Regions from separate parts of the Sus scrofa genome. Here regions 1, 2, 4, 5 and 6 are each linked to region 3. A link is a contact called in public HiChIP or PLAC-seq and promoter capture Hi-C data. All regions are on one chromosome and are shown on one strand. Each heading gives the region's core, a stretch centred on a gene start, on an enhancer-like site or on the middle of the called end of the contact. The rest is flanking DNA. Distances are from core to core; before and after follow the strand shown.

Region 1 (4,160 bases), core at 1,445-3,944, 260 kb after region 3:
ATAGTTGAAAGCAATCTAAAGAGAGACAACACCTCCAGTAGGACCTTAAGACAGTTCTGCCATCAAGAAATATAAAGGTCAGAATAGCGTGTTCCTTCCTAACAAAGTCCAACACCTAAGTGGCAAACCATCACTTTTAAGAAATTCACAGAAATAAAAAGAAAAGGAAGCAACATGGTCAGACACAGGGCCTCAGAAAGACCTTTGCCACAACCAAAGGCTAAAAGTTCCTCTTCCACAATACCCTATAGGAAATGGTTGGCTACTGTGTACAGTGTACATTGTGTGCAACTGCCCTCTCACAAAGAGCTTGCTTTCTAATCTCTTTATTTTTTTATTTCATTGTATATTTTTCTGGGCCCACCTGCTGGGGCTATGGAGTTCCCAGGCCAGGGATCGAATCTGAGCTGCAGCTGTGACCTACATCACAGCTGCAGCAATGCTGGATCCTTAACCCACCACGCAGGGCCAAAAATTGAACCCACACCTCAGCAGCAACAACACTGGGTCCTTAACCGGCTATACCACAGCAGGAACTCCTCTAATCTCTTTTTAAAGACGTTTTCTTTAATGTCCTAAATGGAAACCCCATTTCCAGTTCCAAATAATTCTTTACCCAAATAATAGTATCTAAATACTATTTGAACAATTCTACAAGATATATGCAAGGATAAGTTTCCTTCTAGCTTGTTCTCATCCTTCTCTCATTAATAACTCCCAAGACCACAATTGATTTTTTTTTTCATGTTCATCTCTCTGGCAATTTTTTCTCAAACACGGAAGCACATATGGACTTTCTTGCACAATGAGTAAGTCAAGTCCTTTCATCAGAATTAAAATAAAGATTAAAAGGAAAGTTGTTTTGTTTCCACAGCCCTTGCCCAGATAGGCAAATTCTGTGGCTTTTTTGTTGTGCAATTTTTCTGAGCAGGAAGTCACCATTAAAAAGGTACTTGGTCCTTGGCTCCCTATCTTAACCGTGCACAGGGTTTTAGTGGTATTCCTAAACAAATAAACAAAAATCAAAACAAAAACATGAGTGTCCCATTTCTATAAAAAGAATTAAACATGCTGGCTCAAACAAGAGTAAAACCCTCCCCTTGGAGTCTTCTTTAAAGGTCTGACACAAACACGAGGGGTGAGTCCCCTAGCCACTATTCCTGCACAACTTAGTACAGGCCAGCCAAAGAGGCAGGCACAACATGGCTGGCATTCCCTATTCTTCTGAAAAATGTGTGCCAATGAGCTGTGCATTGTTCCTCACTCAAAAAGAAGAGCCTTTCTGTCTGGCCTCCTCCAATGGCAAGCCCCAGTCTGGAAAAGGAAGAAAATGGCACTGAGGAGCCTGGGAGATGGAGCATATCCAAAGCTCTCAGACAAGACTTGAACCTATGACCTTCACTGTGTACACAATAGGCGGGTGAGAGGGACGGGTTTATCTCTGCAGCAGCAGTTCTCAGCCCTGGGGTAGCACTCCCGATAAAATGACATGACTATTGTGTGTGGCAGCAGAACAGTCATCTCCTCACAACAGCCTAAACCAGCACTCCCTCCCCCAAGACAAAGCAGCAGGGGTGAAATTAACTCAAGGCTGCAGAGCAAAGCCTAATACAGAAAAGAGAGGCCTGTGGGGGATTGGGGACTCTCCTCAACCCCTGGGGCTCTGGACACATGGCTGGAAACAGACAGGCTTTCTCCCCCATCTTTCCCACTCTCATTTAGGTAGGAAGCTGTTTCTTAGAGAATTTAATCATCTGTGATTTGTTCAGAAATATTCCCCCTGAAGGGCTATGATCTCTCCACCCTGTGTGAGCCTAATTCCTAGAAGCTGAAATGACTGTTTGCTGCTGCCTGTTTCACAAACACACATTAATTGGTCAGATGTGTCTCCTCCTCCTCAACCCCAGAGGGAGGAAGGAGAATCTGAGCAAAGCACAGAGATGATCCAACCGTAATTACACATAAAGGGAAAAGAGGGCAGCATGGGTTTTCCAAACAGGACAGGGTCACAAACCCTCCCGAGGGTACAAGGATAGTAGTTTAAGGGCCAGGCCTAGGGATCCCTCCATCTTGAAGAAAAGGACAGGAGTAAATGTGACCTGAAGACTACAAGGAGCACACACCCACAAGCTACTTACTGCACGCCCCCAGCCACCTTGCTCCCCCCTCCTGGGCCACGCACACGTCCTGCTCCCAGCCCTTCGCCCTGAACCCCCCTAACTCCCTGACTAGCTCCAGTCACCCTGGGCCCCCCGCAAGATACCAGACTGGCCTCTAAAACTCTCTGGCCTGTCCTTACAACCTGGCCAGACTCTAATCCCTCTCGGGTACCCCTACCCTCAGCGTGAACCGGCCTGGCCACGCTTTGAACTTCACCCCAATCCCCTCGACTCCCCCCTCCCCCACCCACGCAACGACCCCCCCCCACCCCGCCATACACACCTTCTCCTCGCTCCGCCCCGGCCCCCAACCCCCACTTCCTCCGTCAGGCGCCGCTGCCCCCGGCCCCCTCAGCGCCGCCGCCTCACTCCTCCCCCAGCCCCAGCTCCACACAAAGCTCGGGACTCACCGCGCGACCGGTCCCGGGAGCCGCCACCTCCGCCCGCCCGGGCCCCGGGCCGTAGAGCCGCCGCTGCTACGGGGCCCAGGCCGCCATCCGTTCCCGCGGCCCCTCCCCCCTCCCCACCCCGCCTCGGCCGGCTCTCCGCCCCCTCCTCGCGCCGCTCCGCCCCGCCCGCCGGTGCCGCTGTTCCGGGGCCGCGGGTCCCTCAGCCGCCGCCACCGCCGCCGCCGCCGCGATCCGGGACAACCAGGGCCGCCCGGAAGACCCGGACACTGGATTATCGGGCCCTCGGATCCGGATTCCGGGCTGGTGTGGAGTCTGGAGCGGTAGAGCGCAGGGGAAACCCGGAACCTGGATGGCGGAGCCAAATCCTGGGTCTCGGAACGCGCGGTCACACGGAGCCCGGATTAGAGACTCGGAGCCAGGATTAGAGACGCGTAGCTCTGGGAATGCTGGAAAACCCGGCCGGTCGGTTAAAACAGAGATAAACTCGAAGAAGCCTGGATGGGAGAGCTCGAACCTAACGCTCTCTCCTCGTGGAAAGAACTCTCGGTGGCCAGACTTCCTCGCAGAGAGGTCTCTGGGGAAGTATCGCACCTTAAATACAGAAGACACCAATTCTGTAAGTGTCCAACCGTGGGGAGAGAAAGAGCCATAAGGGGTGTGAATGTGAACATCTACAAAGAACAGAAGGGCAAACACAGCTCATGGTGGTTTCATCCATTTTATCCGTTGTTTCAGCAAAGTATCAATCCCCTAATTTTTTATCCTTTGTCTTCCAATTTTTTTTTTTTAGGATTATCACTAGTTTTCTTGTTCAAGCACCCATTTCTCATCCTATACCCCTCTTCACCTCATCACCCCATATCACCAAATCCTGTTGATTTATATCACCTAAAAGTCCTATTGTTCTTTTCCAACCCACCATTCTATTTATGATTGTAACTTTTTCTTTCCTTATCTGCCATTCATCTGATTGCTCAGCACACTATCTAGTAGGCATTCAGTCCTTATTTAAGTGAACACTCCCACCCACCTCTCACTTATGAAACATATCATACTCTTCACCTCCTAAATCATCCACCCCCTTCTATAGCAAACAAATTTATCTTAATTCTCAAGTCTTAGCCTAAATTATATCCTTCCTGTGTCCTTGACCACCTTAGCTCTGCAGTTTTCATCTTTCCTTTTTCCACTATCCTGAGGCATCCTTCAACAGTGCCACTCAAAATAGTATGTTACTGGGTCATAAAATCCTTTCACTCTCCATCTCCACATACACATGCAAAAGCTGTGTGTGTGTGTGTGTGTATGTGTGCACGTGTGTGCACACCAGGGGGTGATGGCTAAAGATGAACGCTAGGCCTGTCTGATCTATGAAAAATAATCTCCCCTTGGCCCACCCATATTCAGCTTGTTCTAGGACAGTACAAAAACAAAACTGATGCCAGGTGACAGCAAACCTCTAATCTACACTGATGATATTACAAGTGAGGATTCAGCTACTTTCAGGTAGAGAAAGAGAAGGGCTTAGTGTTTTAGGCTTAGATATGACTTAATTAAGGGTTACCATTTAAGTAGTCATTTCCTACTAAAG
Region 2 (4,053 bases), core at 237-2,736, 350 kb before region 3:
CTACACCACAGTTCACGGCAACACCGGATCCTTAACCCACTGAGCAAGGGCAGGGATCGAACCTGCAACCTCATGGTTCCTAGTCGGATTCGTTAACCACTGAGCCACAATGGGAACTCCCTATGTTCAGTTTTTTAAAAAGTAGTTTTCTAAAAAGAGTCCACCCGCTAGAAAATTATATGTCAATGGTAGAAGGCAGCTCCCTGGAGGAAGGGGTTGGTATTGGCCCCTCACACTGAGCCAGCGCTGTGTTTGGCAGAGGGCGCTATGAACAGCTCAAGGCAGCTCTGTTGGGCGGGGCTACCTGTAGAGAATTTGGGCTGCTGAAAATTGCGCATAATGCAGGCTTTCTAACATAAGCAGAGGAATTACATAAACACAAACATGAAGAGTCACCCTTTTTGGGTGTGTCTTTTTAGGACCACACCTGTGGCATACAAAGGTTCCCAGGCTAGGGGTCAAATCAGAGATGTAGCCGCCGGCCTACGCCACAGCCACAGCAACGCCAGATCCTAGCCTTATCTGCAACCTACACCACAGCTCCCGGCAATGTTGGATCCTTAAACCACTGAGCGAGGCCAGGGATTGAACCTGGGTCCTCATGGATGCTAGTCGGATTCATTTCTGCTGAGCCAAGACGGGAACTCCAAGAGTCACACTTTAGACAGCAGCCAGATTCTAAGATAATAACCCAAATGACTATTTGGCTTGTATTTGTAAGACATATTATATGGAGAAAGACAATTTTAAAGATATTAGAATAAAAAATATTAGAATCATATTCCACTTACCCTAAAAGAGAGTACTGGAAGAGAATTTACTTGGTAGAAGGTTGGGATCCCATCCTGCTCCCCTTCTCATATATGATCAGATTAGCAAAATAAAATCACCGGAAATGCAGTCCCACCCCCACTCCTCTTTGGTTTTGTTTGTGGTGGTTGTTTGTTTGTCACACCTGCAGCATGCCGAAGTTCCTGAGCCAGGGATCAAACCCTCAGAACCACAGCAGTGACAATGCATAGCATCCTTAACCCAGTGAGCCACCAGGGACTCCTTCCTCTTTTTTATTCAACACACAGGTGAATTTGGGTTAGGAATCAATCCGACTGCAGCTGCTAGGGTTGCTGCAGAGGTGCGGGTTTGATCTCCGGCCTGGTGCAGTGGGTTTAAAGGGCATTGCTACAGCTGCGGCAAAGGTCGCAGGTGTGGCCAGGATTTAATCTCTGGCCCTGAAACTTACATGCGCCGTGGGGAGCGGCCATAAGAATAAAAATTATTTGGGGGAGATTAGTGAAATCGTGCAAACCAATGCAGCGGAAGTCACGGGGACGCTTGAACAGGTAAACATCAACTGTTAAACACAGATGAGCCAAGCCGCTGATCAGGCAGGCCCCGCCCCAAGTAGCTGAAAGACCTCGCCCATCGGGTTTCCTCCCAGGCTCCGCCCCACCCGCCGGGTGCCCTCCTCGCACTCCTATGCGCCTGCGTAGTGTAGGCCGCAGGCAGAGGCGATGAGAGTGTTTATGCGGCGCTGCTGGGGGACCCTGCCTGTCGGTGGCTGCGCAGGCCGAAGGAAGATCCCGCAGTGGCCAGCGCTGGCCGGGCTAAGTGGGTCCCCTGGCGGGGAGGACGGATGGGGCGTCCGGGTCCGCGAGAAGCCGCCCTGGCGGGTGCTTTTCTTTGGCACTGACGAGTTCGCCCGGGAAACGCTGCGGGCGCTGCACGCCGCCAGGTACCGGGGCCGGGGGTTGGGAGGTCCGGGTTGCTGAGGACATGGCTCTGGAGCCCCTCCGGCTGGCCTCGAGGGTTTCGACTCCTGGTCAGGGCCAGAGATTAAATCCTGGCCCTCTCGCAGCGCGAGAGGAGTGTGGGCCCAGATCTTGGCGTCCCCGGAAGGTGCGCGGGGTCAGCCTGTGAGTGCCAGGCTGGCCCTGTCGGGTCTACACTCCCTACTCTCTCCGCAGCGCCTGGCTGGTGCTGGCCCCTTTACAGGCACCCTCTGTCCAGTCCCACCACCTTCCAGGCCGTTTTGCGCTTAAGGAAACTATCCTACATTTTTTATTTCCTCACTCTTGTTTTTTCCTGATGCACCCTCACACTCATTTCTGACAACTCCATTCAAGTCTTCCCTGCAGATACTTCACAGCAGACCCTCATAATGACTCTTTCATGATTCCGCTGGTATTCTCCCTCCACACATGTAACACCTTCTATAACACTGTCTTCACACATGTTTCCTCCGCACACCCTCCATAGCGCACTCTCCACGTGCTGCATTCCCCTTATTGCTTCCTCCATCTCTCCCTGCACGTATCCTGATGCTTTACTTGGTAGTGCCAGTACTCCTGCACTTTCTCTTTTGGGCCCTCCTGTCTACTCCTTTTCTCATAACTCCTCAACATGATGCAATACCTTCTAAATAACTGAACAGCTCTGGGCATTGGAATACTATACAGCAGGTAAAAAAATGAGGTGGTGCTACATGTAGTGTCATAGGATGATGTCCATGACATGTGTGTATCTATATAGACACAGATTTTAAGTATCTATTCAAATAACATGTAATTATAGTAAAAAATTCAAAGGATACGATGAAAAGTCAGTCCCTTCCATCTCTGTCTCCCAGTTCCTCTCTTCAAAGATACCCACTGTTTTCAGCTTCTTATTCTAGAAGTGTTTGATGGATATACAAGCAAATGTATATTTAACCCATTTTTTAAAAAAAGACTCACATAATAGTATACATGGTGTTGAGAAAAGTTAAATGTGGAGCAGTATATATTATATCCCAATTGTGTAAAATGTCTGTACTGTATAAGTTTTAGTATGAATAGGAAATTTCTAGAACTGTAACAGTAGCCAGTAGCCACTTGTGGCTCTTTAAAACAATTAAAATTAAATAAAAAGTAAAACCTCATCTCTCAGTTGCACTAGTATTAATCATTTTCCCTTAAGTGCTTTGTGAATTTAATCTTAAAAATGCCTTAGAAATGTGTGGAGTAGTTTAGCTTTACATTTTGGTCTTAACACTGTCACTTTTTTTTTTGCTCTTTCCAATTTAGGGAAAACAAGGAGGAGGAGTTAATTGAAAAGTTGGAGGTGGTCACAGTGCCCTCCCCATCACCGAAAGGACTGCCAGTGAAGCAATTTGCTGTCCAGTCTCAGCTTCCAGTGTATGAGTGGCCAGATGTGGGATCTGGAGAATATGATGTTGGAGTGGTGGCTTCATTTGGCCGACTTTTGAGTGAGGCTCTTATTCTTAAATTTCCCTAGTAAGTTTTATTTGTGGGGAAATAACAGTGAAGAGAGCTCAGTCTTTATAATGCACCTGGTATCTAAAGTGCAATAAATTGAGCTCTAATTCTTTCTTTAGTATTTTCTCTTAAAATAAAAAATGTTATTAACGTTATGAGTCGTTAAAATATATGATGCTCTTTATTGCTGTCTCTGGGCTCTCACCCACCCTCATTTAAATTCCTCATTTAAATCTGCTGACAACTCCCAAATTTGTCCCTCTGGTTCAGCTAAATCCTGAACTCCAGGCCCTTGGTATCCATGCCTCCTCCACAGCTCTGCTTGGATGTCTGATAGGTACCTTACATTTAAGATGTCCTAAACTACATTCCTGAACTTTCATCCCAAACCTGCTCCTTCCCAAAGTCTTCATCTCAGTACATGGAAACTCTGGCCTTCTAGTTGCTCAGACTCAAAGCCTTGGTGTTTTTCTCTATTCCTTGTCTCACACCACGCATCCAATGCATTAGAAAATCCTACTGGCTCTGCCTTTGAAATCTGACTAGGATGACTGTCTCTCCTCACTTCCACTGCCACCACTCTTGGCTCTTGTACTTCAGTAGTCACCTAAATGGTCTCCACTTCTGTCTTTGGTCCTACCAGTCTTTTCCCACCCAATACCCAAGTGATCCTTTTAAAGCATAAGTCAGACCATATCACTGCTCAAAATTCTCTGGTGGTTTTCCATCTTACTCGGAATAAAAGTCAAGTCCTTGGAGTTCCCATTGTGGCACAGAGGAAATGAATCCAACTAGGAAC
Region 3 (4,031 bases), core at 1,488-3,987:
GTGTGGGAAACAATGCTGGAGATGAGGAGGTCAGAAGTGAGAGGAAGACAGGAGTTCCTGTTGTGGCTCAGCAGAAACAAATCTGATTAGCATCCATGAGGACGCAGGTTCAATCCCTGGCCTAGCCCAGTGGGTTAAGGATCCAGCATTACTGTGAGCTCGCAGTCGAGGCTTGGATCACAAGTTGCTGTGGCTGTGGTATAGGCCAGTGGCTACAATTCTGATTCGACTCCTAGCGTGGGAACTTCCATATGCTGCAAGTGCAGCCCTAGAAGAAGAAGCAGAAGAAAATAGCATTCATCTAAGAGGGCTGTTAAAAAAGCAGTATCCTTAGAAGGGGAACCGGGTTTCAGGTAAGGGAAGGAGGTAAAGGCAGCATCTTAAAAGCTGATATGGAAGAATGAATTGCTGATCTCAGGTTGCAGAGGGTACGGGGCAGGGTGTGGCTGGGAGCCAGTGTGAAGACAAGGATGGAGGAGATAATGGATGAGAGGGAACTAGAACCTGTAGTGGTGACTGAGGTAGATAGGCTTAAGGGAGTGATGGGATACAGAACTCTCTGAAACTTACTGTGTTGATGGGAAATCTGCTCTGTGCAGTACTGTAAGCACTATCCCCATTTGGCTGTTAAGCACATGAAGCGTGGCTAATGGGACTGAGGAACTGAGTTGTAAACTTCATTTCATTTGAATTAAGTTTAAATCGCTGCTCATGACTAGTGGCTATCCTATTGGACAGCACAGATTAGAGAAAGGTGGCTTCCCATTTTTGTGAATTTTTCACTGGCTGGCCAGGCACCCATCAAGGTGGTCACTCCTTCAAGTAGTAAGTTGTGGCAGACACCTTGTCACTACACCATGTGAATACAGACAGAGCACAGGATCAGGCAATACCCCAGGTACAAATTCTAACTCTACCACTTACTGGCTTTGAATTAAAACAAATAAATTAACTTGGCTGGTATATATAGGCCCTCGAAAATATTCGTTGGCATAGTCTCCCTGAGTTTTAATTCTTTTCATCTGTAAAATGGACGTGGGGGAACTGTTGTACAAATTCATGCTTCAGCATGATGCTCAGTAAATGTGGCTTTTATTGACACAGTGATTTAGCATCTGCTGGCTGTTCAAAAACTGTCCTTCAGGCCATGGGTCACTCATCCAGGGATGGGCTGGCAGAAGTGAGCCACCCCATCTTCCTTGGGGAACAGGAAGATTGCCCAGGTCTCTGGGACAATTAGACGGGATCGGTCAGGGCTAGATGTAATTGTTTAGTTCTGCTGTGGGCTAATGTAAGAACACACCTGGCTTGAAATGGGAAAATCAGGTAGGGACAGTCCCTTGGGGACAACATAGATGATCTAAAATGAGCCAGAGCATGGGACTAGTCTTGCTTTTATGTCTAGTGATAATCTGGGCAGTTCTGGTATCATTTACCACTTCAATTTTTGACTTAGTTTGGCAGCTCCAACCCATCTTCCATCCCTGATTTATCATCATCCAAAAACCAAAAGCACATTGTTTGTCAAGTAGAGGTCCTGAGACGGCTCTATGTGGCACTTTTGTGACATGGGGCTGTTTTCAGCTGGAGTCAGAGTGACCTTTGATCTGGAATGATTGTGACCACCCTTTCTTTGAAGCCATCCTTAATTCCCTAGTTGCTTTCTCTGTGGCCTCCCTCAGATTGAGCACTTACCTCATAGTATGATGGCCTCTCTGTGTCCCTCCCTCGGATCAGATTGTGACATCCAAGGCAGGAACTTTGCCTAGTTGATCACTGAGTATTCCTGGACTCTACCACATGCCTGAAGCACATAGTAAGTAGCTGCTCAAAAATTACTTGTTGACTAAATGAATGAATGGCGTTTGAGGTGACAGTAACCCATTATGATCTGAGATAACGTGACCTCTCTTGTGAGTTGACTGTGAACAGAGTCAAAAGCTGATTTTGTTGAAGTGCCTGTGATTGCAGCCTGCAGTGACTGTGATCTGAGGGGTCTGCATACCAGTGATTGTGACCTGTTGGCACTGATCTGTGATAAGGACCAGCAGGGATAGTGACTGTCGATTAGTAATCTTGCATGACTGTGATATGAAGTGCTTGTAAACATGGCAGTGTTGGTGCCTTCCACCACTACTGTCAGGTGACTATGATCCTGATCCACAGCCACTTGGCATTAGATGACCACCAGCCCGTGTAAGGCCTTAACCCTTGGCCTGAGATATGTTTTTAAGGTGAAGATATTGCTGATCTTAGCTGACAGTTTAAGTTATTGATCTGCACTGTGAGCGGAGGTAATGGAGATCTCAGGGCTTGGCCTTAGCCTAGAATGACACTAATATATGTGTATTAATCTTAGATTAACGATTTTGTTTTGTTTAATAGCTTCCCAGGGCCTATAAGTGTCACAGCCCTGCTAAACCCCACGCAAACAAGGGTGAAGCCAATGCCCAATAAATTCTACTTGAAATGAAACATCCTACGGCTCGCCCAGCCATCTCCACCACGACACCGCCTGGGGCACGATCCCTTCTACACGCTGCTTCCCCTAAGGCCCTGGCGCTGCCCTGACTCCGCTACCGGCTTGACGCGCCTGCGCAGAGGCGGGGCGGTGCTTTGCCCTTTGTTGTGGGCCCCAGTTTCCCAGGACACCGCGCGGCGCTGGGGTGGGGCTATGTAGATGAGGCACTTGGGGGCGGGGCGGTTGCTGCAGCGTCGGCGGCGGCCGGGGAGGGTCAGTTGGAGGCAGGCGCTCGCTGAGGCAAGGAGGAGGGCTCTGGGCCCGCGGCCTGACAGGGACTTAGCCCGCACAGATCGGCCCCGCGCGCGCGCGCGTGACCCCACACCCACCCACTCATCCACCTACCCACTCCCTGCGCCGCCTCCTCCCACCCTGAGCAGAGCCGCCGAGGATGATAAACACCCAGGACAGGTAACGGCCCGGCCCAGGCTCCCCGCCCCCATCCTCCCCTCGTCTGCTCCAGAGGGCCTCCTCTCCCCACCACCCAGCGGGTCCCCGGCCCTCCTCCAGAGGGCACCATCAAGCCCCCACTGAGTCCCTTCCCTACTTCAGCCACCCCAGTCTGAGCCCCAGCCTCGCAGCTGGGCCTCCTTCCGTCCTTTAGCCCCCCTCCCTCCAGCCCGGCCCATCCCCCTCATCCGGGCTTCCTCCTCCCGTAAAAGCCCCCACAAACCGGGACCCAGTCTTCCAATCCAGTCCCTATTTCCTTTCTGCCCCACCGAACCGTGCTTTTTCTCTCATTCCTAATTCCCCAGATTGTTTCCCATCTCCCCAAATCTTCCTTCCCCTTTTAAGTCACTTCACCCTTCCCTCTGAATCCCCTTCCCTAATTCAAACTGCACCTTCCAACCAGACGCCTCTTTTATCACCCCCCCAAAGCTCCGTCCTTCAGTTCTCAACTGGACCCAGCCCCCCCACCTGTCACCCCCCTCCCCGGCCCCCACCTCCCCAGGCCTCGCAGTCTTTACAGTGATGCCTAGTCCTCCCCTTGGCCCCTCACTGCAGCTTCCTCTTTTCCCTCCAGCCCTCCCTCCACACCCTTTTCCCATTTGGGCCCATGCCCCCTGTCTCCCAATCTCATTCTTTTTATTTCTCAAACACTTTGGGTTTGACTCATGTTCTCCATCCTGTTCCCTAATGATGTCTTCCACCCAACACTCTTCTAAACACTCCTACCTTTTAACTACTTTTTCTCACTTTTTCTTATACTCTTCTCATCTTAACCGATCCGCATCGCTAGAATATTAGGTTACAGAATTCAGCCCACCCTGCGTTTTTCCCTATACCTCTTTCCCAGTACCTCCAGTGCTTTCAAATCAGTCCCCATACTTTGCTCACTGGACCTTTCATGTTTCCTCAAAACCCTACCCAGCCCTCCCTTATTAATTGGAGAGAAAGACTGCACATCTTTCTGAAACAGCTTGCTTCACATATGCTTACTTCACATGTACTTCTCCCCTGCCCAAACTAGGCAGAATTCATTATTCAGTTTCCCTCTCTCTACCTTTCC
Region 4 (4,568 bases), core at 933-3,432, 310 kb before region 3:
TTCAGATTAGGGAATGCACGAGGTGCTTGCCAAACGTTACGGAACAAGTGAAGAACCAAACATGACCATGGGTTCCTTTTCTAAGGGAAACAAAACATTCATTATTTTGGGTTTGCTCTTTTAATAAAAGTATACATATAACAAAGTGTATCCACATAGTGAAATAGTTTTCTTTTTTTAAATTTTAAATGATTTTTATTTTTTCCATTATAGCTGTAAGTTTACAGTGTTCTGTCAGTTTTCTACTGTACAGCAAGGTGACCTAGTCACACATACATGTATACATTCTTTTTTCTCACATTATCATGCTCCATCATAAGTGACTAGATATAGTCCCCTGTGCTATACAGCAGGATCTCACTGCTTATCCATTCCAAAGGCAATAGTCTGCATGGTTTTCCATTATCAAGAGTCAAGTTAAAAAATATTACCAAATTAACAGAATAAGGACTTCTAATCCATTTACACATATCCATAGTTCAAGTCTCATTAGGGCTGATAGTCAAGCGAGGTCTGGGAGTATGGGATCTAAGGAGTACAGATTTAGGAATACATGTGGATTGATTTCTTTATTTGCACATCAATTCATTCAGTACACATTTAGTATTTATTATTAGCCAGATTATAATAGCTAAGGCATTAGTTAAAGCACTCTGTTCCCTTTGCTCTAAATTAAATTTCCCAGAAGTTCTTGTTGTGGCTAGGCTGGTTAAGAATCTGACTAGCATCCATGAGGATGTGGGTTCGATCCCTGGCCTTGCTCACTGTGTTAAGGATCCACAGCTTGACCCTAAGCTGCAGCATAGGTCACATGTGCTAAGGATCCACAGCTTAACCCTAAGCTGCAGCATAGGTCACAGGAGGGGCTCAGATCCAGTGTTGCCATGGTTGTGGAGTAGGCCTGCAGCTGCAGCTGCAGTTTGATCCTTAACCTAGGAACTTCCATATACTGCTGGCTTGGCCCTAAAAAGAAAAATTTTAATTAAAAAAAAAATTACAGCTCCCAGACCACTGTGGGAGAAGATAAACAATGTAATGGGTACCCATAATGGGTTTTATATACAACCAGTGATTTGCCAGTTATCCCATTCATTACCTAAGTTTTTGGGAAAAAGTCCGAGGTTAAAATTCTTCCGTGAAAACACATTCCCTGTATAGTTCCTATGTGGTGCTTATAATAAAAGATCTCTCTATTACTGAAAGGTGATTTTGGCTGGGGGGTGATGGATATATTGTGTTCTTGAGAAATGCGTTTGAGATTCGTCCAGGTTCTAGACTGGAATCCAAAGCTCCTGAGCAGGAGGGCAGAGGTCATAGTTTAAGATAGTTTACTCGGATCCTCTCTTGACCTTAATTCCCAAAACAATTGCCTGGGTAAAGGGAAAGGCTTTTATTAGAGTACAAGTTTTCCCTAATACAGATTAGGAAGAAGCATTTTCAACAGACTTTGTGGCAGGATCACTAAAAAACTTCCTAAAACGAGATTTAACATGTTATTCTACCTTATCACAGCTGAAAATATGCTATTGAAAAAGAGAGTCGTGACCTCTGCAACATCTTACTTGAGAATAATGTTTACAAATATATTAATATTCTCTTATTTTCTTTAAGGGAAAACGATGAGGGAGTTGGAGGTTCAGTGGGAGCTGTTCCCGGAAATCCCCAGAACGTCAGCACAAGCCTGGGAAGGGAGGCGGGAACGTTACAGTGGAGGATTATGAAGGCCGTCGGTGGCTGTGCAAAGGAAAAAAAACCTTGCCAAGAAAAGAGGGTATATAAAGCCCTGTTCATCAAGGACTGAAACCCAAAGGGGTTCCCTCAAAGCTTTATACGGCGGAGAGAAAACGTCCAGCATCCGTTTCCTCCAAGAGGGCGTGAACTGCAGGCAAAGGCAGGTCCCGAGGGTCAAGTGCCCCTTTCTTCCACTCCCACAACCTCTCCTTCGGTGATCACATCACATAGGTGACCTAGAACTGACCCAGAATTTCCTCGGACCTCTTACCCGCGCCCGCCGCCACAGCCTGAGCGAGTGCGGAGACCGCATCAGACAGGATGTACGGAGAGCTCTCGGAGTGCAGCCCTGCGGTCCAACCCGCCCGTGGCCATGGTGACCGCCGGAGACACGCAGCTCCGCCCCTTCCTCGCGACGTGGCCCCGCCCCTCCAAACCCGGAAGCGCGGGGCTCAGGCCAGCTGCGCGAAAGATTCGCGAGAGAGGGCGGTGGCCCAGGCCTGCTTGGCCGCGCGCCCCGCCCCTCGGAGGCCGGCTTTCCAACGCGCCCCCAAGGTCTGCAGAGCTTGCGGGTACAGAGCGCTCCACCCACCGGCCCCGACCCGGGCCCAGCAGCCTCCCTGGACTGGACCCGTGCTGGAGGGAAAAGCCGCCTTGGGGAGGCGGGAAAGGGAACTGGAGGCGGCCACGGAAGGTGAGGGTTTGGCTGGGCCCTGAGAAGCGGAGGGTGTGAGTGTTTGATGTGTTTGTGGCTGCAGGTGAGAGTGGTTTGTATTGTGAGCGGCTGCCTCTGTCGGCGTGAGTTTGTGTGGATCCGACTGTATCAGTTCATGTGACCATGCACGTGATTGGATGTCCCTGTGTGTGTTTGACTGAGGTCGATTCTGAGTTCGTGGAGGAGATCCGTGTGCCTGTGACCCCGCCTTTGTGTGGCTATCAATAGTGGGAGTGGGAGAAGGTGGAGGTCTGTGTATGAGTCGCCTAGGGTGAGGTGGAGGACGCTTGACCTGGGTACATTCTTGTAATCCTATCTTGGGGCTACACTGCTGCGGCCCAGGAACATATTTTTCTGTAAACTTTTAAGAACTCTAAGCAGACTAGTTGTTTTGGAGATTGCACCTCAGGCTGAAAGTGATAAATGCCTTTGTCACTGCTGAGTGGGGTCCAGGTGTGAGGCTGGTGAATGAGGCATGGGGAAAGTAGCAGGGCTAGGCTGTCTCACTTTTCCTCTTCTCCTTTAACTGGGGAGTCATAAATTCTGCATATGCTGCTGCTTTGTCTCCACCTACAATGTTCCAGCTCCTGTTGGCACAAAGATTCAAGAGACTGAGGGGTAATCGAATAGCTGTGTGCCAAATTTCCAAAAGCTTTTATATAAGCCATCTATACAAGATGAGGTGTCACAGTCGAAATGTCAGGTAATCAGCGTTTACTCCCATGAGGTTTAGAAGGTAATGAAATAAGTTTTTGAAGAAAAGAGAGATAAATCTTCCCCTGAGGAAACCTAAAAAAAGAATAGTTCTGGACTGGTATGCTGAGGTATGGAGGCCTACATTAAAAAGCCAATGGCATCACCTAGAGAGTCTCAGGTTCTAATATTTGGCTATTGATGGTGTTAATAATAATCACAGATTGTCCATAAGTCGATCATATTGTTGAGATAAAGGATCAGAAAACCTCTGACTAGTTAAACTGGTTATATGACTTAGACATTTGTAAAGGCGATTTCATTGACTGTGAATTGGCAGGTTCTGTTGAAACCCTGAGGATAAGTGGACTGTAAATTGGCTGGTTCTGTTGAAACCTTGAGACATAAGTGCACATAATTCTTGGTGCACACAGTTTTATTGTTGAGCAAGCACAAGGGGCAGAGAGGCCCAGGTGTCCAGAGCACTCGTGAGGAGGGGTTTCCTTAGGCAAGATTAAGGCAAAATTCCTGCAGTCCCTTTCCCACCAGCATGAACAGGTGCTTTTTTTTTTGTGAAGAGTCGAATTGTGAGAGATCAGATCAGTGTTGAGCTTGTGGTCCACATTCTTTCTTTAATTCTGACCAGTTTGGTCAAAATCTCAGTTAACTTTTTTTTTTTTTTTTTGCCATATGCAGAATGTTCCCCTTATGACTTGGAGAAGTATTCCTTCCCCTGTAGTGGATGAAAGAGAGCTGGGAGAACAAACTGCCTTTTCATACCACTCACAGCTGCTTTCCTTTTGCAGCAGTTTTTTTTTTTTTCACTTAAACGTCAGTTGGTCAGATGCAGCATTTGGTATCTATCTTACCTTTCATGTCCTGCCAAACCAGCACAAGTGTTAAAATCACTTGCCTCTACAAAAATTTAGTCACAGTTGGCTGGAATCTCTCCGTCCAGCAAGATTAGTTATAAATTGTTATAATGTTGGATGATTGTGAATAATACTGAGACTGTGGTAAGGAACATCTTTCTTCTTAACTGTTGCGGGAAGAAGTGGATGAGTGACGGTGAATGTGTGTGCCTGATTATGATGGGAGTGTGTGTATTTGTATGATGGTTTGGTTTGTACATTGCAATGGATTCTAAACTATGAATATTTTATCCCAAGTTTGGTGAACCTAGAAGCAAACTTTCTGGCTTTAATTAGCTAAGTTGTTTTATAACTCTATTGAGTAGGTTTTTTTTTTAAATCTAAATATGTTTTTGATATTTCCTCCTATACAACAGTAATTGTTTATAGTAATGTAATACTAGAAAATGTCTTCATTAGGAAATATTTAGGTGATATAGGAGTATTTCAAGTCTGTCTAGGTAGAAAATATTCCATAATTAACTATTTGTGCTAGCTGCTTTCAGTTAAAATCAGTG
Region 5 (3,981 bases), core at 288-2,787, 330 kb after region 3:
GGTGTTGTTGCCATGAGCAGTGGTGTGGGTGATGCTGCTCGGATCTGGCATCGATATGGTTGTGGTGTAGGCCACCACCTACACTTCAATTGGACCTCTAGCCTAGGAACTTCCATAGGCCGCAGGTGCGGCCCTCAAAAAAAAAAAAAAAAAAATTTTACTATGCATCACTACCTTTTTCCTAAATTTTTACTCTATTATGTGTCCTTCTTTATCATAATTGTAATTAAAAAGACAAACATAAATATGGCTATAGTACCATGTAGACTGCCCCTATGTGCAAAGATATGTTTGCAATTTTTTGTAGCAATTTACTTGGCATATGTACTAAGGGAAAAGACCAGCAGATTCTCTATGAAGCTCTGATCTCTATGGGATTTGGGAATTAGGTAACTCAGCCCTTTGTAGAAACCAATTAACTGAAAAGGAAATAAGGTGTATTGTGAAAGCATTGTGTATTGAGAGGAGCTTGATGACAAAGAACAACTAGGGATACTCTAGGGCTTGTTGATTTTTCTGATAGGACTTTGGCTGTAATCTTAGACTCTTTAGATTTGGCCAGAGCTACAGGGAATTTGAAATACCTTTCCTCCTGTTATAATGTTAATATCATCTAGATTCTGTATTTCAGAAACACGCAGTAGCTGTTGATTCTGTTAAAGTACTGAGTAGACTTTTCTGAAATTTCAGCCATAATTTATTGACGAGAACCAACGACCTGCTTACACTTTTAGGGTTTCCTTTAAAGTATACATTTAACAAAATGCATCCTAAGGCTTTGATCAGGTTATGTGCATGGTATTCAGAGTGAAAAATCACTCCCCAGGGGTATCGTGAATAATTAGGATAAGCATTGGGACAGAAAATAGTTATTAGCTCTTATTCTAAAGTAATGTTCACTGTGTGCCGCGGACATACATTTAAGGTATTCTGAAACCGTGACAGGTCTCGGGAAAACATTTTATTATTATAAATAATGTTTCTTTTTATGTATGTATACACAATTCACCAAGTTTTTTCCTTCAGTTTCACAGCCTCCTAAAAAGGTTTTTTTTTTTTTTAAATCAAATCCCCGTAAATAAATTGTATTAGCTTCTTTTATCCCCATTCCATATAATTGTTTTAGTTATGGATGCTGTAAAGAAAGTTCATGCCAGAGTTAATAAAAAGTCCGCCTCATTTCAGGTGTCACGTCCAGAAATCGATCATTACGGATTTAATCCTGTGGTTATCTTTTGAAGAAATGTTGTAATTCGCTGTCTTTCTGGTATTTTCTTTTCTAAGCAGGCACTTAGAAGAGAATTCAGAATCTTAGCACCCACACCTGGGGCACCTCAGCAAAGCGCCCTGGCACCACCCATTCCGAGCGGATACGAATCACAAGCTTCTGCAAATTGATAGACGGGTCAGCACTGCGCCCAGCTCTACCACAGTCACCACTGGACGCTGGCGATTGGTTGCGCGTGAAAGGCGCGGAACCAATGGAGAGGCGGCCCGGGGTTGTCCGTGGAGCGCGCGGGAAAGAGACCAATATAAACTGTGGCGGGAGATTCGTTTTTGGGGCCTTGTCCCGTGAAGCACCCTCGGCAGGAGAGACGGTTGGTTGCTCTCATCTCGTTTTCGAATATGGTGCGGACTAAAGCAGACAGTGTCCCTGGCACCTACAGAAAAGGTGAGGCATTTGAGTACGGTGGTGGAGGGAGGGCAGCTCTCGGCGAGCAGGAGAGGCCGGGGCTCCCCACAGACCCGTCCGCAAACTCGTCCGGCCGGCGGGGAAGCAGCGGCCCGGCCCCTTTAACCAGGAGGAAGAAGCGGTTCCGACAGGGGACAGTTGTCTGCTGTTCTGGATCGCGGGGCTCTTCCTTCCAGTCGGAGACTATGCCTGCTCTCTTCTGAATGCCCTCCTTTGCCTCTCTCCACAGTGGTGGCTTCTCGAGCCCCCAGGAAGGTGTTGGGTTCCTCCACCTCTGCTAATTCCACGTCGCTTTCGTCAAGGAAAGGTAAAAAGCGCCCCTGCAAGCTCCTGGGAGGAACCCTCTCAAAAGGGGATCAGGCCAGGCATCACAGTTCTGACCTGCGAGCCTCCTAACCCACTGTGGAATTTGTTTTCCAGAGAGCCTCAGGCCCGAATTTCTAACTTGCCCTTTGATACAACGAGGGGGGCCTTGGTCTCTCGGCAGACTGAGGTAGAGTTGGGTCGAATGGTAAAGAATCTGAAGCCTTGGGTTGGGGACAGACACAGTTTCTCTTCCAACCTTTTTTCCCCCCCTCTACTTTAGCGTTTTTATTTTTCTTAATATTGGCAGCTGGGTTTTTCCTTGAAAGAGACTATTTAAGCACTCCCTTCCTAGATTAAATATTGGGATGAGGAGTTCCCCCTGTGGCACAACAGGGATCCTAGCTCTCAGCGCCCAGACGCATGTTCCATCCTTCTCTGGGTTAAAGATCTCGCCAACTGCGGCTCCAATCCTCGGCCTGGAAATTCCACATATCCGGGAGGTCAAAAAAGAAAAAAAAGAATTAGGATGATAGTTGACAGTGCTAATCACATTGTCGCAATGTCATCTTAAACATTTTTCGTTTCTGCCACAACGGGAACTCCTGAAGAATATTTATATTTTATAAATATCTTGTTAATTCTATTTTTTAGGCTAAAAGATAAACATTATAAAGTATTATTGCCTGAATATAGCTTTATCATGTCACATTTTTGTCTTCCTTTTTTTTTTTTTTTTGCTCTTTTCTAGGGCCGCACCCACTGCATGTGGAGGTTCCCAGGCTAGGGGTTTAATCGGAGCCTATGCCACAGCCACGCTGGTTCCAAGCTGCGACTTTGACCTACACCACAGCTCATGGCAATGCCGGATCCTTAACCCACTGAGCAAGGCCACGGATCGAACCCAACTTCATGGTTCCTAGTCGGATTTGCTAACCACTGAGCCACAATGGGAACTCCATCGTGGCACATTTTAAAATTCAGTTTAAAGAGTTCCTGCTGTCGTTCACCGGAAATGAATCTGACTAGCATCTGTGAGGATGCATGTTGGATCCCTGGCCTTAAGGATCCAGTGTTGCTGTGAGCTGTGGTGTAGGTCCAAGACGTGGTTCTCATTCCACGTTGCTAAGGCTGTGGCGAAAGCGGGAGGCTACATCTTCGATATGACTCTTAGCCTGGGAACTTCCATATGCCATGGATGCAGCCCTAAAAAACAAAGAAAAAAAATAATTTACAAGATAAAATTCAATTTAAGATGGATGCACTGCTACCATTTAATACACTTGGATTTATTTATTTATTTATTTTGGACTTATCCAGGGCATGTGGAAGTTTCTGGGCCAAGGATATAAGCAGCAGCACAGCTTCAACCTGAGCCACAGCAGTGACAACATTGGATCCTTAACCCACTGAGCCACAAAGGAACTCCTAATACCCTTTAGATTTGATAATAAAGAATTGTTTCCCTTTAAGGAATGGAGATTTTTATTGAGTCCCATCCATTTATATTTTATAGCCGAAAACAAGTATGCAGGAGGGAATCCAGTTTGTGTGCGCCCAACTCCCAAGTGGCAAAAAGGAATTGGAGAATTCTTCAGGCTGTCTGCTAAAGATTCAGAAAAAGAGAATAGGATTCCTGAAGAAGCAGGAAGCAGTGGATTGGGAAAAGCAAAGAGAAAGTAAGTTTTTATATTCTGGAATATAAAGAAACATATGTATTCTTGAAAATGAAAGACAACAGCACACTAAGTAACTTTTAAAATCTCTCTTTGACCAGATAAGAAAATACAAACCATATGCTTTTTAACCTCTTATTATAAGTCACTCCCAAATTTCAAACATCAACGATAGGTATTATTTTTCTCCTTTCAGTCGCTCAAAGAGGATCAGGGTCCATTCAGATGATAAGTGCTACATTATTAATCATGAACTCCTGCTCTTTATTCTTTAAGCTGTACTGTCTGTATTCCATAGTCTTTATTTTT
Region 6 (4,550 bases), core at 954-3,453, 390 kb before region 3:
GGGAACACATTTTCAATGAAAGAAATGTCTGTGGTGTTCACTGTGTAACCATGGGCTTTGCGTCAAGTTAGATTACTGCTTAAAATAATCACATGTGTGTCCTTTTCCTGTGTGGGAAAAATGTACTTCCCTGCTTAAATCATGTTGGGCTTGGCTGTGTGGATTTTTTCTGACTGTGGGAGATGGGCAGATGTGATGAAAGTGTGAAGTGGAGATTGGTACTTGCCACCTGCCTCGACACAGACTGAATCATGAGTCACTGCAGGCTGCCAACCCTCAACACCCCCTGAAAGTCTCCAGGGTGGAGATCAGGAGTGAGGCATTCTGTGCTCTGGGAGAACTGGCAGAACAGGTCTTCGACAGTTAAATATTTTCAGGAGAGGATTTTATGAGCCCAATTCTTACATCTCATATCTAGAAAAGACTTCATGGTGACATCTGCTCCTGGTAACTAGCAGTAACCTCCACAAGGCTAGCAGCTAACTTATATAAAATGTGTGTGTGTGGCTGCATGTACTTCCCCTCCAAAATCACATGTGTACTGACACTCCCTCCTACTTCTTTGGAGCAGAATTTCAAAGTTATCTGAAATGCTGCCTCCTGGGCTGTAGTCTTCATTTTGTCCCCAGTAAAACAACTTTCAACTTGTAAGTCATCCATAGTTTTTAAGCTGACAAAAGCGAAGGTTTAAAGTGTGCTTGTATTTTTTAAATTTATTTTTTATTTTTTAATTTTATTACTCAATGAATTTATTGCATTTATATAAAAATAAAAATAATAATTAAAAATTTTTTAAAAATTTAAAGGAAAAAAATTTTTTAAAAATGTGCTTGTACAGTTGAGTGTGTTTTCTTGCCCCTGCCATTATCAGGAGAAGAGTTTACTGGTCCAAGGAAGGTGATAGAAGTGTGACCTGGATCCAGTCTACATCTTGGAACTAAACCCACCTGAACTTGGTCCAGATCAGCTGACTCCTAGATAGACCAGTGAGAATAAATGATTGTTGTGTTGCCTCTGAGTTTTGGAACATTTTGTTACACAGCTTTATCAGGACAGTAGTGACCGATAAAAGCCCCGTTACTCAGAAGCAGCTGGCTTAAAAGAGGAGCTGAATAGCCTATTGGGAGGCAGTTAAAACACACTGCAAGGTGTCAGACAATGTTTGATGCAATCTCTCACACAGTGGAATGTATATTATTATGATTATTTTGTGTGTTTTTTGGTTTCAAACAGTTCTCCAGGTATTTTCATTTCTGTGAAGCACTTGAAATGTCTATGACCCACACTGAAGCCAGAAGGCAGAAATCTTTACTGTTTTTTTTTTTTTGGTTTTGTTTTGTTTTGTTTTTTGTCTTTTTGCTATTTCTCTGGGCCGCTCCCACAGCTTATGGAGGTTCCCAGGCTAGGGGTTGAATCGGAGCTGTAGCCGCCACCCTACGCCAGAGCCACAGCAACGCGGGATCCGAGCCGCGTCTGCAACCTACACCACAGCTCAAGGCAACACCGGATCGTTAACCCACTGAGCAAGGGCAGGGACAGAACCCGCAACCCGCAACGAATTCCTAGTCGGATTCGTTAACCACTGCGCCACTACGGGAACTCCAATCTTTACCGTTCTTTGCCCAAAGGAAGGACAAACTCTCCTAACACCAGTGAAGACCACATGAAATGGAAGTGAGAGAAGGGACGACAGCTCCAGGGCAACTGCAGACAAGACCCTCTGCCTGCCTCCTGCAGTTTCTACCCCCAGTAATAAAAACAAAGCAGTCAACCTCTTTCCTAGAGTGGTTTGCTCCTCATCTACCCACAGCCCGTACTGAACTTGCCCCTGCCCCCTGTGTCTGGTCCCTGGCCCGTACATGTCACTACCAGAATGTAGGTAAGATGCCATGCTGGCATCCTTCCAGGGCACTCAGCACAGCTTGCACTCAGTAAGCGTTTGCTAATTATCTGTTGGGCAGACAGTTTAGTCCAACCTCCTTCCGGAAGCAGAACTTTACTTACAGCATCGTGGAAACAGTCACTTCCAAGAACAAATTGAAATTTGTCGGTGCTTATAGTGAATGAATGCATGCAGTGAATGGTATTGTTTTTCTCTCCTCCTCAGACCGCCCAGCTGGGGCGCCCTCTTCTTGCGGTCCTCGATATTTCGCCCCCGCCCATCAGGGTTGTTCTAGTCTCTGGGTAGAAGCCTCCTCCGCTCCACCGGGAGCCAGAAGCGAATCACGGTCCTAACCCTGTTATGGCCCCCGCGGGCCACCGTAGCGGGCCGCTGGCTGGGGCCCAAGGCCCGCAACTTCCGTGTTGCCATGTTGTCTCCAGGCACTTTTGCCTTTCCACACGTGGTCTTAACATTTCCGGTTCTGCGCGGCACCTCCCCTGTGAGTAAGGGAGGCTGGATCTCAGGCTTGTTTGAGCACAGCTTTCCGTGCGTTATCTTGGAGCAAGCGCGCAGGCTTCTTTAGCGCTTTTTTATGCACTAAAGTTATTTGCTCCTCAAGACGTTTCGAAGAGAGAAGAGGCAAAAATCACTGTAAGCGTTTCTAGGACACTTTTCCCCAACCCAGGGCCGGGAACGGGGGCTGGGGTGTGGGGAGGGGAAGCTTAGTGTTTGCCTAGATAGCGAAGCGGTCAAGCAATCGAAGAAAATCTCAGTAATGTTTGAGAAAATCTCAGTAATGTTTAAAATCGATTTGACACTGCAAACAAAAAGTGGGAATTATCATTACAGTGACACTATTAACTTAGAAAACTGGAAATGTAACTTTTTGCTTGTAGAGTTAAATTTAAGCATTTAGGTTTGCTCGTTAATTTATTTTGGCGGCCCCCAGGCTCTTTCGTGTTTGTAAACTGCTAGCTTTGTCTTTAATCTCTTCCTGAAAAGTTAAAATGAAGGACACTATAAAGTGTCCTTCATTTTTCTTGAAGGCGGGTGACTAATGGGGCACTGAAGCCAGATATCCTAGGACACAGGGCTCTTTCTGCCTCAGTGACTCTGCTCGGGTTCCTTAATCTCTCTGAGCCACAGGTTTTTCAACTGTAAAGTGATGATAATATTCTGGAAAGGCTGCCTTTGGAGGTTAATGTGAGATACAGAAATGCCTAGTGTGTGCTTGGCATCTAGTGAACTTTCTGAATTAGGATGTAAATAGTATTGCTAGTTAATCATTGTTCTTTTGTTCCATGATCCTGCTTAAATCAAATCTCAGGCCTTCAAACTGCTGAGGGATGCTGGTGGGACGGACCCATACCCCACTCCTAATGAATTCTGGCCAGTTTTCAAAGTATCTCAGACTCTGCAGATCTTTTCCACTGCCCCAACTCTCTCAAGAAATGACCCATCTCTTGCTTCACGCTGTTGAATAGGAGCTCTGATGGCCCTCCTTCAAAACTCTCAAACTTTCCAGGCTCAGCACCTGTCCTTACCTTCTGGTACAATGTAACCACAGCTGACCCTTGAACAACACAAATTTGAATTGATGGGTGGGTTTTTCCCCAGTAAATACCTAGTGCAGTAGTACAGGATCTGCAGTTGGTTGATTCCACCGATGGTCAGTTATAAAGTTATAATCTGATTTTCGGCTGCGTGAGGATTTGTGCCCTAACCCCTGAGTTGTTCAGGGCTCAGCTGTTGTATCCTTCCTCCTGTCTTCTCAGTCCTCCTTATTTCTCCAGTCTAATCTCTATACTCCAGCCAGGGCGAACAGTTGGAAACATAAACTCTCATTCTCCAGCTGGCAACCCTCCCTGACTTCTTTTGCTCTTAGGATCCACCCCAACCCCCCCCCGTAGGCTCACCAGGCTGTATGCTCTCAAGCTTTCTAAATGCACAATTCGTATCAGCCTGGACTCCTTTCTTTGAATTGACCTGGGTACAATGTGGGATTTGAGATAGTCTTGAAAGTTGAAGGTAGAGTCAAATGGTCTTGAAAGTTGAAGGTAGAGTCAAATGGAGGGGGGAGTGGGAAGCTTTCAGAACACAAGGGATTGTGTTCTCTGAAAGCAATGAGGGAGAACTCCCCCAGGTTATTTTGAAGAGCAATCATGGTATTAGTTTAGCAGGAGTTGAGGCTCCTGTGGGGTCTCTGGGGATCTCAGAGGCCCAGTGGATTTCTTGGTTTATGGTTGTGTGTGTATTTTGTTTTTGTTTGTTTTTGTTGTTGTTGGAGCAGATCATGAAAGTATTTTCACCCCAAGCCACAAAATCCTAAGAAACAGTCTGGTCTTGGACAAACCCAATAAATTGAAAAGAGCTCTTCTAGGTTCACATTTACTCAAGATGTTGGCAGTGATGGAATCCTGAGGCAAGTTTCCCAAAAAGTTGAACCATAAATATACCTTTAGAAAGAGTCCTTAGTGTCACCTCTGTTAAACTCTTCACTAATGATGCACGTTTATGTTGGTCACACAAAATTTAAATGAGGAATCTGAAGGTAGGTGAGAGTTCCCAAGTGGGTGGTAACGAGAAACCCTGTATAGGACTCCATAGGCTGGCTTACTCATTATGAAGCTTGGCTCAGCACCCATTTTGTAATGACCCTGCAAGATGA

What was found. Promoter capture Hi-C pulls out the DNA fragments that hold promoters and counts their contacts. HiChIP or PLAC-seq counts read pairs in DNA pulled down with a chosen protein or histone mark.
Region 1: a contact with region 3 is called in a promoter capture Hi-C map of liver, with 4 times the contacts expected there. The contact joins the promoter of ZNF609 here to the promoter of OAZ2 in region 3. A contact is called at or near these places in 1 of 5 promoter capture datasets (liver), 1 of 47 Hi-C or Micro-C datasets (liver) and 2 of 2 datasets of contacts at active chromatin or transcription factors (alveolar macrophages and skeletal muscle).
Region 2: a promoter capture Hi-C map of liver shows a contact between it and region 3, with 6 times the contacts expected there. The contact joins the promoter of MTFMT here to the promoter of OAZ2 in region 3. A contact is called at or near these places in 2 of 5 promoter capture datasets (fetal liver and liver) and 2 of 2 datasets of contacts at active chromatin or transcription factors (alveolar macrophages and skeletal muscle).
Region 4: a promoter capture Hi-C map of fetal liver shows a contact between it and region 3, with 2.6 times the contacts expected there. The contact joins the promoter of SPG21 here to the promoter of OAZ2 in region 3. A contact is called at or near these places in 1 of 5 promoter capture datasets (fetal liver), 5 of 47 Hi-C or Micro-C datasets (embryonic fibroblasts, heart right ventricle, liver and 2 more) and 2 of 2 datasets of contacts at active chromatin or transcription factors (alveolar macrophages and skeletal muscle).
Region 5: a contact with region 3 is called in an H3K27ac HiChIP or PLAC-seq map of skeletal muscle. The contact joins the promoter of PCLAF here to the promoter of OAZ2 in region 3. A contact is called at or near these places in 3 of 5 promoter capture datasets (fetal liver, liver and skeletal muscle) and 2 of 2 datasets of contacts at active chromatin or transcription factors (alveolar macrophages and skeletal muscle).
Region 6: a promoter capture Hi-C map of fetal liver shows a contact between it and region 3, with 2.9 times the contacts expected there. The contact joins the promoter of NARS here to the promoter of OAZ2 in region 3. A contact is called at or near these places in 2 of 5 promoter capture datasets (fetal liver and liver), 3 of 47 Hi-C or Micro-C datasets (heart right ventricle, liver and skeletal muscle) and 2 of 2 datasets of contacts at active chromatin or transcription factors (alveolar macrophages and skeletal muscle).

The regions. Positions count from the first base shown.
Region 1 is chr1:107,580,653-107,584,812 of Sscrofa11.1, forward strand. It overlaps ZNF609 (zinc finger protein 609), which reads right to left and starts at 2,695. Exons shown (of 9, transcript XR_002344510.1): 1 at 2,570-2,695.
Region 2 is chr1:106,969,152-106,973,204 of Sscrofa11.1, forward strand. MTFMT (mitochondrial methionyl-tRNA formyltransferase) reads left to right here and starts at 1,487. Exons shown (of 9, transcript NM_001244826.1): 1 at 1,487-1,732; 2 at 3,063-3,272. The coding sequence starts at 1,512.
Region 3 is chr1:107,322,488-107,326,518 of Sscrofa11.1, forward strand. OAZ2 (ornithine decarboxylase antizyme 2) reads left to right here and starts at 2,738. Exons shown (of 5, transcript NM_001301326.1): 1 at 2,738-2,932. The coding sequence starts at 2,913.
Region 4 is chr1:107,009,642-107,014,209 of Sscrofa11.1, forward strand. It overlaps SPG21 (spastic paraplegia 21 (autosomal recessive, Mast syndrome)), which reads left to right and starts at 2,183. Exons shown (of 9, transcript NM_001244929.1): 1 at 2,183-2,425.
Region 5 is chr1:107,657,972-107,661,952 of Sscrofa11.1, forward strand. PCLAF (PCNA-associated factor) reads left to right here and starts at 1,538. Exons shown (of 4, transcript NM_001244997.1): 1 at 1,538-1,672; 2 at 1,923-2,000; 3 at 3,513-3,675. The coding sequence starts at 1,627.
Region 6 is chr1:106,930,902-106,935,451 of Sscrofa11.1, forward strand. It overlaps NARS (asparagine--tRNA ligase, cytoplasmic), which reads right to left and starts at 2,204. Exons shown (of 16, transcript XM_003121455.6): 1 at 2,005-2,204.